2 separate regions of the Zea mays genome follow, and region 1 is linked to region 2. A link is a contact called in public Hi-C data. All regions are on one chromosome and are shown on one strand. Each heading gives the region's core, a stretch centred on a gene start, on an enhancer-like site or on the middle of the called end of the contact. The rest is flanking DNA. Distances are from core to core; before and after follow the strand shown. Region 1 holds the start of LOC100283731 (SUMO-conjugating enzyme SCE1). Region 2 holds the start of LOC100281199 (chloroplast oxygen-evolving complex/thylakoid lumenal 25.6kDa protein).

Evidence for each region. A called contact is a pair of places that touch in the nucleus more often than the background predicts.
Region 1: a Hi-C map of ear shows a contact between it and region 2, with 3 times the contacts expected there. The contact joins the promoter of LOC100283731 here to the promoter of LOC100281199 in region 2. A contact is called at or near these places in 16 of 25 Hi-C or Micro-C datasets (bundle sheath, ear, leaf and 4 more) and 2 of 3 datasets of contacts at active chromatin or transcription factors (leaf and seedling).

What each region holds. Positions count from the first base shown.
Region 1 is chr1:5,047,191-5,049,950 of Zm-B73-REFERENCE-NAM-5.0, forward strand. LOC100283731 (SUMO-conjugating enzyme SCE1) reads left to right here and starts at 1,371. Exons shown (of 5, transcript XM_008652142.3): 1 at 1,371-1,773; 2 at 1,880-1,963. The coding sequence starts at 1,705.
Region 2 is chr1:4,861,405-4,864,255 of Zm-B73-REFERENCE-NAM-5.0, forward strand. LOC100281199 (chloroplast oxygen-evolving complex/thylakoid lumenal 25.6kDa protein) reads right to left here and starts at 1,297. Exons shown (of 7, transcript NM_001154118.2): 1 at 1,053-1,297; 2 at 855-935; 3 at 625-707; 4 at 390-512; 5 at 223-294. The coding sequence starts at 1,218.

The DNA of each region.
Region 1 (2,760 bases), core at 121-2,620, 190 kb after region 2:
AAATAGGCTCAGATCATATACGAAATATAAAATGATGTTTGCCTAGTTGGTTCCAATTCCAATGCTAGCCGCAAGCATTCAAATGGCTAGCTCGTGGGATCAAATCTCACGATTCCCTTTCATATGTGGGACCATCTAGATCAGGTGTATACTATCATCCAAAGTGAAAAAACCTTAAACATCAATTATTTGAAGACTCGAGGGAATAACTAAAAGTAACAGTTTGTAGCATGCACATATCACACTTGTACACAGAACTACGATACTGCCATACATTAGACCACCTCAAAAAATATAATTCAAAATGTTAAAGATACACACACACCAGTGGTATCTAAGACCGATCCAAGCAAAGAAAACCATAACAAGTGGGGCTCATGGGCTTGGCTATGATATCCAGGGACTCAGCCCACGTGTCAATGAGTTTCTCCACCAGCAAGTAATTCTCAAGGGGATGGATACGATAGGAGAATAAGATCGATATATGTGTAAATATGACATAAACCAGATCATAAGGGTGGTGACATGTATGTAAAGATAGAGATAGACTACCTGATAATTTGGGATAGACTTGACTAGGTCGAATTACTATCCATTCTGATGATTGGGCCAAATACTTTTCCTGTAACCACTGCCCCTCCATGTACTACAAAAGGAGGGTTGGGTGCACCAAGAGGATAGATTATCTGATTACATTGTTGTCATACCTGGTTTTAAGGGCAAAACCGAATGCATATAGCATATGTGTGCTATAATCCATTTCTCACACATATGTTGACGTCACAAGTGTAAAATATCAAAAGACAATGCAATAAAGGCGTAAAAGATAAACCACTCAGTATTTACGAAATCCGGCAAAATTTAGGTGTTTTTTTCGTTTTCGCGGAAGATGAATTCGAAATGAGATGGTGAACCCTGCTTATATGCCGCACTAGAATCTCAAAGAGGGCAGAGAAACGACATTTTTGCCATGAAATCTCCCAAGGGGCGAAGAAAAGAAGAATCTCAAGCGGCAGCAATTCATGCCCAAGTTCGTCTTCTCCTCCACGAGTTATTCTGCAGAGGAGGCTGCTATCGATTCGGTTCCATGGGTCCACGTCCATGTCCATCCTGGGCCGTTGGGCCACATGCAGATCCCAAAGCAGTAAAAAATGGCGTAACCGTGGACGGACTCTTGCGGCGCATCGCCCGCCGGCCCCGCTCGCCACAGCTGGAGCACACCGTCACCGGCCCCGGCTCCGGAATCAGATGCTCCGACCGGACCGACTACGAGCAACAGCAAAAAGAAGAAAAAAAAGAAAAACGGGATCGCCCTAACCGTCTCTGCGTGGTGGGCCCAACCTTAGCCTCTCCACTGTCCACTCCAAGCAAGGAAGGAACGTGATACCCGCGCCCCACCCCGCAGTGTGATAGCACGATAGGGACACTCACGCCTCGCCTGCCCCCGTCGCGAGCTCCACCCGCTTCGCTTCCCTGACACGCAGGCCTCGCAAGCGACCGCCCTACTGGAGCCCACTCGCCAGGGAAGGCCGCTGAAAATACGGGGGAAGAAACACGAAAAAGGCAAGGAATTAGAACGGGCGAAGCGGCACACAATTCGCGCAGCAGCGTAGAAACTAGAAAGACCAGTCCCCAAACTCCCCAGCGGGGGCGAGTAGAGGAGGAAGAGTCGCCGCCGCCGCCGCCGCCGCCGCCGCCGCCGCCATGTCTGGGGGAATCGCCCGCGGCCGCCTCGCCGAGGAGCGCAAGGCCTGGCGCAAGAACCACCCGCACGTACGCGCCCCTCAATTCCCACCTCCCCCCCTGATTCTTCTTTGCTCTCGCAGCGTCGCCAGGTGGCCGGGGTGTCTGATCTGTTCTATTTTGCTGTTGTGCGCAGGGTTTCGTCGCGAAGCCGGAGTCGCTGCCCGACGGGACGGTGAACCTGATGATCTGGCAGTGCACCATCCCCGGCAAGCAAGGGGTAAGCGACCTGAACCCTAGCTATGTTTAGAGCAACCGGTGCTGGATCGGGGCGGGTCAGTGCCTGCCCCTGCAGCTGCCCACTGTTTTTATCAGATCCCTTGTATGGTGAACAAGTCCTGTGTATATGTAGTTGCATCAAGTATGTGCCGTGCTGTTTTCAGTTCATTCCTTGTGTGCCATGAGTTTTGGAGATTGATCGGGACGATTGGGGCATTAGCACATAGCTTCAGTGGACTTTGTGTGTCATAACCTGATGCTGTTAAATTAATTTTGAGGGTAGCTACATTGTGTTCACCATATTGTATTGGTTCTATGACGCTGTTGTTGGCAAGTGCCAGAGCAGATGCATTTTTTTATCCTTTTGTTAAAGTTACCATGTAGTTCCCCCACTTCCATGGCCTGAATTGAGCTTTCATTTCCTTTCTCACTATGACAAAAAGGTGTTTTTTTTTTTATCGTGGGTGGGTGTACTGCTAACACCTAGCTACAGTATGGATCAATTTGTATGCTTGTCCTGCCTAAACAAATTTGTGGATGAGTTGTCTAGATGCTTCACATGAATTGTTCATTTTGTTAACTAGAACTTCATACCAGTCGATTAGGATGCGCTTTGTTAGTTAAATGGGACATAATTTAAGTTGTTCAACTAAACACGCGCGGTTTCTTTGAATATTCTTGTGTTCATTTGTTTCATATTTAATCTGTGCAGTCATCTTTATTTCTGTAAAACTGACATGTTCAGGAAAAATGCACAGAAGGCTAAATCCCAATAGAAAAAGTTATAATTTGGTTTAA
Region 2 (2,851 bases), core at 47-2,546:
GGACTCAGAGAGATTCGTCAATCAGCACCAACTAAGCTCATTCCGTCTTTTATAATTCTGTCCACGTAAACCAATCGGCATGCGTGAATGAACTTATTTAAAGAACCATGCTATGTCACAAATCATCATTCCCCGATCCTCAAAGATTTGACACGCACTGGTGTCCATGAATATTAACAGGAATAGTTAGGCCAAGCATGGAAAATTGGACGGAAGGCACACCTCTTTCGCCTCAATTAACTTTGTCTTCTGTGTTGATGGTGCCAAAACCTTTTTAATCAGAGCCTCGGCAACCTGACAAACAGGAGTTAAAACATCAAAATTGGACCTTTTTCCACTAGATACCTATGGACTATCCAAGTTTATTTATGGAAAAGAGAATAGTAAACCTTATCCGGAGGACCAAGATCACGGATATCCTCCTTGCTAGTTGGAATAGAGTTGACGCTCACACTCTCGAGAGGCTCTATCACATCTTTGTACACCTTGTCTTGCCCTTGCACAGCCACTTCCTGGATAGGATAACGTGGTCAGCCTCACACACGTCAAGATAAAATACATCGCGCAGCCAGTCTCTTCAATCAACCGAGCACGGTAATACAAGAAGTGTTTGTCAGTTGTCACCTCCCATCCGAACGGGTAGAGGAAAGAGTAGCCAGCCTTCTTGTCGACGACGGGCAGGAACCCTTTCTTAGCCTCTGCTGCGACTATACCAGATCAGAAGCGCACTCAGAGGCGCAGTTTTGACCAAATAAACCATTCACACTGCAAGCTCGTCTCCCACTGACACTGAGCGGCCAGTGCACATCAAAGCGCCAGCAACGCTGCATAAAGCGAAGAGGTAAATTACTCACATGCCGCCGGATTAGGCCGGGAGAGGAACGCGGCGGCACCGGCAACCAGCACACGCCGCCGTACGGAGCAGACCGCCTCCTCTGCGTCAGGCAGGGCACACAGCAACGTCGGTAAAGCGAGACGCCATAGAGGTGCAAAGGGGAGGGAGGGAGGGAGACGCAATCCTGCTCAGGAGAAGCGGCGGCGGGGGTACCAACCGTTGTCAAGCAGCCGCGGCGGCGCGGGGCCGCAGGCGGCAGCGACGGGCGCGACGGCGCAATGCCGCTTGCGCAGCGACGGGCCACCGGCCCCAAGTCGGCGTGCGACGGCCGCTGGAGAGGAGCACGGCGCGCGGAGGCAGGCGGCGGGCACGGCCGTTGCCATGTGAGGCGTCGGGAAGGAGGATGGGGCGGAAGCGAATCGAGGCGACGAAAAGCTTGCGGACCCCGTGCGACGAGTAGGATTTCGCTCCCTTTCTGGTCCACACGACGCGCCAGCCGACCGGATGCGCGAGTTTGGAAACTGGACGGGCGGCGCCGGCGCGGGGCCTGTTCCTGTTCTCAGCAGCCACCGCGAATTTGGCCCATCACGGGGGGCGGGCTGGACAGGAGCAGGCCCATTTATGGAAGGAATCGGCCTGTTTTGTGTTTCCACACCGTATGTGACAAAAAAAAAGTAATATATGGGCTGTACTGACAAAAAGTATTGAAACAAGCCCACATGGGCAGAGAGATTATTTGGAGGGGGAGCTGATGAGGGGTACAGACAGACAGTTTCTGATGCAGTCGGCAAGTTCCATTCTAGTAACAAACAAACTAGTACCGAAAAGCTAAAATGAAAGAGAAGCATCCAAAATACTCCTAGGAGGTCGGGGTCCTGAAGAGCTCGAGGCAGTGCTCCTGGTCCAGGTTCCTGCTCCAGAACTTGGCGTAGTACTCGGCGTAGGTGTAGTCCCTGTAGACGGCGGGCGTGCCGTCGGTGAGGAGCCTGGCGGCGGGGCCGATGCGCGCGTCGTTGCAGGGGCAGAGGAACGACGCCACCGACATCCTCGGCCTGTCGGCGTTGACGACGGCGCGGTGCCACACGCTCCTGTACCTGCCGTTGCTCAGCGCCTGTGCAGGTGCAGTGCAGTAGTGGAGGCCAGGGGCAGAGAGGAGGTGAGAGGGTGGGAATAATGGGAGAGCGAGACAAGAGCACGTCACCTGCAGCTGGTCCCCGATGTTGACGACGAGCGCGCCGGGCCGCGGGTTCACGGCGATCCAGCGGCCGTCCTTGAGCACCTGCAGGCCGGCCACCTGCTGGTCCATGAGCAGGATGGTGAGCGCGTTGGGGTCCGTGTGCGCGGGCAGCCCGTACGTGAGCTCCGGCGCCGGGCACCTCGGGTAGAAGTTCACCGCCATGTGCTGCTCCTGCTCGCCCAGCGCCTCCTTGATGTACGCTCCGTCCAGGCCCAGGCCCTCGGAGATGGCGACGTACAGCCTGAACCCCAGCTCCCGGACCGCACTGCAGTACGCGCTCACGGTCCTCCTGTACGTGCGTGTGACAGTGTCAGTACCACCACACACACACACAAAGCTGTTACTCGTGATGCATGCATGCATAAATACATGCGTGTTGCATGTGTGTGTTAAAATTCGCTCCTTTAAACTTAAGAACTCTAGCACTTCAAGCGTGATGAATTTAGCCTTCTGTTTAGAGATCTAAGATTTTAAAGGAACAAGAACCACGCACGCCCTTGTCCTTTAGTACCAAGTTAGCAAGCGTGGTGTCGTCGACGTACTGTCCTCGTCCCGTCCGCCTCGTCGTCTGCACGCTTGCAGTCATTTTCTTTCATGTCATCGGGGACACGAGATCACACGTGCTATTCTATCCTAGGCTTTTCTGCACTGCATCCGAGCTGTGTGTTGCGCTCTCTCTCACTCTCATCGTCTTGTCTCTTGGTGGCCGCCGCCCCGGTTTCTTTAACTCTAGTCGGTTCCACTTCCACATCTGGTGGTACCTAGCAATATCGTTTTGG